Regions from separate parts of the Rattus norvegicus genome. Here region 2 is linked to region 1. A link is a contact called in public Hi-C data. All regions are on one chromosome and are shown on one strand. Each heading gives the region's core, a stretch centred on a gene start, on an enhancer-like site or on the middle of the called end of the contact. The rest is flanking DNA. Distances are from core to core; before and after follow the strand shown. Region 1 has its middle 330 kb from the start of Pvt1. Region 2 has its middle 250 kb from the start of Rgs22l.

Region 1 (3,911 bases), core at 753-3,252:
ATAGGCCTGATATAACACCTGATATTGGTGGTAAAATCTCTACTAAATGCAACTATTTATTGGGCATCACATGATATAAAAGACAGAGCTGGAACAAGGATTTGGTCCTCCATTCCCTTATCCTAAATCTTTGTTTTATAAAATGGAATTTCTCTGCTCATAATACAAAGGAGGAAACAATATCACTTTTAGGTATCCAAATTAGGAAAAGTCTCTGTTTATTCTCTCCTACAAGAAATAATGATAGAAAGTTGTATTTTTGTTGTGGTTGGGGGATGGTAAAGATCAAAAGTGGCAAAAATGTAATGTGTCATTGCATGTCTAATTAACTGCCCATTAGACATTTTATATTAAAAGATACCCAACTTTGCTCCTCTTATCTGACACTTACTATAACTGTATGGTATGAGTCTGTGACTCAGTTTCCCTTCTAGAGAGTGGGGGTAATTAACCCCTAGAGCTGTGAAGTTAAATAAATACATAAGTACTTGGAACTGTGCCAGTATACGCTGCAGTGTTAGGGGCAGTTAGGTTTTACAATTTGTATTTTTGGGGACTGGAGAGGTGGCTCAGTGGTTAAGCGCACTGACTGCCAAGGTTGATTCCCAGCAACCACCTGGTGGCTCACAACCATCCATATTGGGATCCGATGCCCTCTTCTGGTGTGTCTGAAGACAGCTGCACTGTACTCATACATAAAATAAATAAGTAACTCTTTTCAAAATATATTTGCATTTCTTCTCTGCTCATCATTCTCACTTACCTAGAATTCGTCATTTCATTGGTATTATCTGGTTCTAGGAGAATATTAGGTCTAGAAGGGCATAGAGAAGGGTAGTAGCTCTACTACCTAACATATAGAAAAGTCCAAATGAACAATTGTTGATTGAAGAAGCAAGTGAATAAATACAGATGTATCTTGGGTAGTGTAAAGTTTAAAGGAATTGGACAAGCCATCATTTATTTGATCAGCATAAGAGTCGTAATTCTTTTTGACATAGTAAATAAAAAAACAAGTAGACGTATGCTTTCTCAAAGTTTCGTTCTTTCCGTACTTCACATAAACGAATCAATCTTTAAGCACTTGAAACAGAGCCAATGTTCACTGGACAAATACCAAGTAATCAGGTATTTGTGTTATCTGGAGTGTTTCCATTCCAGATGGATATCTATATCCATTTGCCATGGGCAGGAGAAATAAGGTTCTATTTTGACTGCTCTCTTTAAAAAAAGATTCTACTTTAATATCTGTCATATATTCGACTAAGAACTATGTCCTTTGTTTGATGAGTATTCAGTCCATACTTGCTGAGTGAATAAACAATTAGCTGCTAGAAACTCTTTAATTCCTTTATTGTAGCAAAAGTCATAGCTATTCTATTATTATAGGGATACTAAAGAAGCTTTACTTATGAGAAAAGTCTAAATCTAAGGTGGCTTTTTCAGTTACTCCTGCAACTGAAGTGTTCCAGGTAAGGACTCAGTAAAATTAAAAGGTTTCTGTTTGCCCAAAGCTATTTACCAGGGTTACTAAGCAAACAGGAGAAATGGAACAAAATGATAAAAACAGAACCTGTGGTTCTTTCCTGTGGGATTTTCTGAGTTCTATCAAGACAAAACCAATAACTGATGAAACTGACCTCTTAGAGAAACAGGAGGGTAACATGCAGCATTGCCAAGATCTCAAAGTCTGTATCCCATGTACTTAGTCATTCCAGTTATCTGTAGTTCTATTCAGTTTTTGTTAAACAGGATTCTTTTGGAATGCTCTGCAGTTAGAGACAAAGGCCAATGGCTTTCCCTGGAATGGAGGGTGGGCTAATGCTGGGAGTATGGAATGGTTTGACCTGACCTTTCTCAGAAATGAGGGCTCATTATGCAACCGAATCCAGTAGCAGCACAAAGGACAAGGAGCATTTGGTTAGTCTCAGGTTATCAGCAGTGGCACCTTTGTGGCCTAGCTCAGAAAAGGACACAAATATTTAAGTAGCTGCTTGGGTTCTCACAACTTGTTCACTAAACAGGCTGACAGCTCATTTGCTTTGAAGTGAATATGACTGTGCCCTATTGAATAGAGGAGGAAACTGCTGTGGAAATGACATTGAAGTTGCTTGAGGTGCTCAGCCAGGAACTGGCAGTGTATAGTTCCCAATTTTAAACTTTGGATGTCACATCCCATATGCTTTCCTTATAGCAAGTCATCTCAGAGATTACAAATATTTAATTCACTGCCATTGTCAAATTTATTAATTTGTTTGGAATCTCTTTTTAGTCTTTGAAACTCAGATAACTTTCAGGTTTGCAGGTTTTCCTGGAAGTCAAGGACCCTTTGGGTTTCAACGACTCACAAACATAGAACACTTAGTATGTATTGGGAACATACTAAGGCTAGTACTTCTCTGTCCCTTGCAGAATTATTACCTTTGGGCTCATATCATTAACCCTTCCATTTAATAGTGACAACTATTAGATTAAGTCTGAAGTTATAAGATTGCCCAGGTAGAAAGTGAATGACATTCTCAAAATCTTGAGGCTGTGAACTACTCACCTTGTGTAACCAGGCAAAATGTCCAGTAGAGAGATTGTGACACCAACCCAGTCATATAACCTCTGACCTACAATTTGTCCTACCTAAAAGATATGCCATGGAAAATGTGATCCAGAAATTGTTGGGGGGTGTGTGTGTGATCAAGCAATGACAAGTCCAGCTTGAGATGCATGCCACAAGAGGGATCCCACCCATGACATTTCTAGGAACCAGAGTCTGGCATCTGGATATCCCAGAGACCTAGGATAGAACAAAGCACACACACACACACACACACACACACACACACACACACAGAGAGAGAGAGAGAGAGAGAGAGAGAGAGAGAGAGAGAGAGAGCCAGCCAATGAAGTGATTCCTAATGATAATTTGCTTTTCTTACAGATTGTTGCCTAGCCTAGCTGTCATTAGAGAGGCTTTATCTAGCAACCGATGGAAACAGATTTAGTAACCAACACGCTTGGGAACTGCAGAAGAGTCAGGGGGCAGAAGGAGGATTGTAGGAGCCAGAGGGGTCAAGAACACAAGAAAACTCAGAATCAACTAACCTGGGCTCATAGAGGCCCACAAAGATTGAACCACTAACCAGGGAGTCTGTATGGGTCTGACTTGGTCCTCTGTAGACACAATCACAGTTGTATAGTTTGGTTGTCTTGTGGGACTCTTAACAGGAGTGAGCAGGGGTTATCTCTGACTCTTTTGTTGTCTTCGTAACTCTTTTCCTGCTACTGGGTTGCCTCATCCAGCCTTAATATGAGGGAAGGTATGTAGTTTTAATGCAATTTGATATGCTTTGTTTGGTTGATATCCATGGGAAGCTTCCCCTTTTCTAAAGAAAAACAGAATGGGGTAAGAGCAGAGGAGCAGTGAGGGAAAGGACCAGAAGAGGAGGAAGCCTCTCTCTAGAAAGGTGATGAGAAGAGAATTAGGATGTAGTGACATTGCAGTCCCTTTCTGAGAACTTGGTGTGTTAGTAGGACAAACATTTTATTCAAGAAAACTTCCTGAGGTCAAGTGACTTGGCCAACCTAATGTAACTAGTAACCGGTATTGGCCTCTCACTCCGTGCTGGAGTTACTATGCAATGTGTTAATCTGCTCTGGAGTGAGTCATGTAGACTTCAGCGACCTTTGAATACCTTGACAGAAATCCATAAGTTCTGATAATATGATGGAGAATGAGAGGAGACAGAATAGTAAGTTGGTTATCTGTTGGGTTGGGAGTATGGAAGATAAAGAGAAGACCTAGGAAAAGGGAAAAAGCAGTCAGGGAAGCTATTCTAGAAGACACCGCTCTCTCCTCATCTTAAAATCACTAATGTCATGATTTATTGTCTTGTAAGTGCTCTAGTATGAAGCAAGCT
Region 2 (3,911 bases), core at 512-3,011, 390 kb after region 1:
TCGTCACCTGCTTGGGCACAAACATACCTAGTGACTGCGTCACTGTTTGTCAAGTGGATCAGCTAATAGTTGTTCAGCGGACCTTCAAAGCTCCAAGGCGATGCTGCCCTTAAATTCCATCAATTCACTCCCTGGGCAGAGACCTTGGACTTTAGCTCTCAAGTGCTCTGAAAGCATTTTGAGCCTGCTGACTGGCTGTGGGGTGGACCTTGGTTAAAGTGTAGGAGAAAAAACACTAAGTTTATGCTTCATCACTCCTGGCGCCACCGTGTCCTCCTCCCTTACCCCTTTGTGCTACAGCACTTTGGTGCTTCCTGGGTTCCCTCTGCTGGGACACTGCCCAGGACTAACTACCAGAAGGACATTCTTTCTCACCTAATGACCTACCTCCTGATGCCTTCTCTAAGGACCTTGAAGCCTACGCTACCTCTTTACCCTGTCCATTGTTCCTCACGTTCCTGACACTAGCCAATGTATTTGATTGGTATTCTGAAAGAGCACAAGTCTCCGGAAGACATGACTCAGGTCTGTTTCACCCACTGCTCTTTCTTTGTTCCCTGAGAAAGTGTTTGAATAAGTGAACAGATGGGTGGAGGAATGATTAACCTCCTTTTACCAATTCATGGACTGAGGAATAGAGAGCAAGGATAAGCTAGAGTTAGTGTGATTACTAAGAATCTGGAAGAGTTTTATAGTATTTTGTATATGATGCTGTTCTCCCATTTTGCAACTAACGCAACTCTCTCACTGACCTTCCTCCTGATTTGATTGACTACATGATGCCTATATCTATGAGATTTAGGAAGGATAATTCTTTATTATCCAGGTCATTCTTGAATTTACATGTTTTACAGCTTCCTTTGTAAAAAGTGCCTGAATGTGATACTATTGTATTTTAAAACATGCTCTAACTTGAGTGATCATTATCATTTATTGTATGTTTATATATATATATATATATATATATGTGTGTGTGTGTGTGTGTGTGTGTGTGTAAACATGAAAATCCCTAGACAACCTTTTTGGTCTTGGAGCTTATTTCATATGTATTTAATAATTAAAATTGTGCTGTGTTCAATTTCATAATCTTTTTTACATAGTATACTTAAACAGTTTGCTAATTTTTTTATTAATTCAGGTATTTATTTCTATTCATTTTTCCAGACAGGGTCTCACTATGTAGTTTTGGCTGCTCTGGAACTCACTTGGTAGATCAGGTTGGCCTGGAACTCAGAGATCAATCTGTCTTAACCTCCTGAATGCTGGGATCAAAGGTGTGCACCACTACTCCCAGCTTGTAAACAGTTTTCTGATGTCATTAAAACTAACAGGCTTGGGAGTTGTGAATATTTCAACACATGCCTGTGTTATTTACTTTCCTGTTGAGATGACAAACCTACTTCCATTGTTTATTTATATGATTTTTTTTCGGTCACTATCCTTCTATTTTATAGGATTGCTAATACTATGCTAACATTTTCCTACTTTTCCAAAACAAAAATTTATTATTTATGTTTTGCTAAAAATGTCAGAGATAGTCTTGAAAATCCTGGGCTACAGCTGAAACCTTCTCTCTGCATCCGCCACCCCTGAAGAGTTTTCTCATTTACATTCCTAGTCTTTGAAGCTGAATAGAAGGTGGGAGTCTGTTTGAGGGGTGGACAGGAAACATTGACCAATTTGAGAGCAAATAGAGGTTTGGGGAGTGTGTTTACATTCTGTCCCACGTGTGGGATCCTGGCCTTTGTAGGCAGGCGGATAAAAAGGCAGACCTGGCTTTCATGGCGCCTGAGGACCTCTGTGCTTTAACAACACAGGCACAAGTTGTTCTGGGAGCTGGTCAACATGACTCAGCCGCAGAAACATAGCAGTTTGCAGGGCCAGGACCTGTTCTTCCTCCCAAGTTCCTCAGAGAAAGAAAGGCCAGCAAAGATCTCCAGTCTGAGAAAGAACTCTGTGTTCAGTGTGTCTGGACCCAGCAGGCTATTCTAGCCATAATTCTGGCTGGGGAGATGCCCTAGCCACATGCCTACCATACTTGCACAGTTCAGATGGATGCTCTCCCTCTCCCTGTAGCCTCATATAATTGCCACCATTGATTGGGCTCCTCCTGTGTGCCAGTTTCTAAGCCATGCACTTTCAAAATAACACCTCAAGGCCAGTATTGTTGACTGTTTTCCAAATAAAGACGCTGAAGTTCAGAAAGATTAAGAGAGCTGCCTGAATCATACAGAACTGGGATTTAAAACTGGCATGTGTGACTTCCTTGTGCAACACTTGGTCCTAAAGAATACAGTCTGTTTGCCCAATATCCATAATTCTTGTGACAGCAGTCCTGAACTATATTGTATTAGAATGAATACAATTTATTATCCATACTGCTGTTGATAGGTCATCCAGCAAGAACTTACTTTGGGTCAGCCTCTATAGTAATTTCTATTGTAGGAACTTAAGTAGCTGTATTCACTATGCTAACAGGAGATGAAGGAATGAAGTCAGGACCTGGACCTGGATCACTATGATTATCACAGGGACTAGGAGATCACAGAAAAAGAGTAAATACTTGTAGACCAGAAAGAGTCAAGACTCAGTGACACAATGTAAAGCACTTGAAACCTAATTGGAAGACATTATTCTTAGGGTTAGTTTGTATTTGCTGTGAAATGATCAGGTCTTGTGTTTAGTGTCTTTGCACTTCCTTCCTTCCTTGTAATGGAAGGCAGTACCAGATCATGTGGATCAAGTGGATCAGAGGATCCATGACAGGTATTAGAGCAATCAGGAAGGGTAAATGTCAGCTGAATATAAGATGTATAACAGATATTGATCAGTTTTGTCAGTGAATCCTTATTGTTTACTACGTATTCCATGCTGAACTAAGGGCTTTAGAATTTCTGTACATCAACTTACATCTGTATGTTGTAGATGAGGAGAGAGAGGATTGCACAGTTTAAAGAGCATGCTTGAGGAGATTCATGTAGCAAGGACAGGAGCAAGGGTCAGATTCTCATTGCATGACGATGGGCCCCATACAAGTTCCAGGCACCCTACTAGAAACTGTTCTCTAGGAAGATAATGGAAGTCTATTTCTGACAGATAACATAGAATCATTTGTAGGATTTTCAATCAAGTAAAAACAGATCTAACTTGCATTCTAGCAGACATACCGTGGGATAGAAACTTATTGCAAAGGCCCTGACTGGCATATTAAAGACCACCTACACTCCCATGTACACTGCAGACTGATGCATAGTAACTGAAAGATAACAACCCAAGAAGTCACTGATGGATGCATGGTTAAAGAAATTGTGGTAAGTATAACTGCTAATTATTATTCAAGCCCAAGGAAAGAAACAAATTGTGCAATCTGTGACAGCACAGACAGAAGTAGGGGTGGCGTATTAAGTGAAATACATAGAAAAACAAAAGGAAATGACGTGATATTATTCACACATGAAATTTGAAATAGTCAAATTCTTAGTAAGCAAGCCAGCAGTTACCAGTAGTAATCAGTTGAAAGGGATTGGTCAAGATATCAATTTTCAATAGCATAAGATGAATTACTTCATTCATATTACAAAGCATCCTTATTCTTGGTAATAATATTGAAGAAGAATGCTAACAGAATTGATTTTAAAAATCTTCTTGAAGGGGCTCGAGACCCCATATGTACAACAATGCCAAGCAACCAGAGCTTCCAGGGACTAAGCCACTACCTAAAGACTATACATGGACTGACCCTGGACTCTGACCTCATAGGTAGCAATGAATATCCTAGTAAGAGCACCAGTGGAAGGAGAAGCCCTGGGTCCTGCTAAGACTGAACCCCCAGTGAACTAGTCTATGGGGGGAGGGCGGCAATGGGGGGAGGGTTGGGAGGGGAACACCCATAAGGAAGGGGAGGGGGGAGG

Evidence for each region. Hi-C and Micro-C count contacts between places; a contact is called where the count stands out from the background.
Region 2: a Hi-C map of liver shows a contact between it and region 1, with 8 times the contacts expected there. The contact joins two enhancer-like sites. A contact is called at or near these places in 3 of 12 Hi-C or Micro-C datasets (kidney and liver).

Annotation. Positions count from the first base shown.
Region 1 is chr7:95,871,274-95,875,184 of GRCr8, forward strand. No RefSeq gene overlaps it. Among named protein-coding and RNA genes, the nearest start is that of Pvt1, 330 kb to the left of the region's middle. Within about 2 kb of position 2,003, at least 3 of the 93 cell types and tissues checked have an H3K27ac peak or open chromatin away from gene starts, as enhancers often do. A contact at or near this core is called in liver, where this site is marked.
Region 2 is chr7:96,257,805-96,261,715 of GRCr8, forward strand. No RefSeq gene overlaps it. Among named protein-coding and RNA genes, the nearest start is that of Rgs22l, 250 kb to the right of the region's middle. Within about 2 kb of position 1,762, at least 8 of the 93 cell types and tissues checked have an H3K27ac peak or open chromatin away from gene starts, as enhancers often do. A contact at or near this core is called in liver, where this site is marked.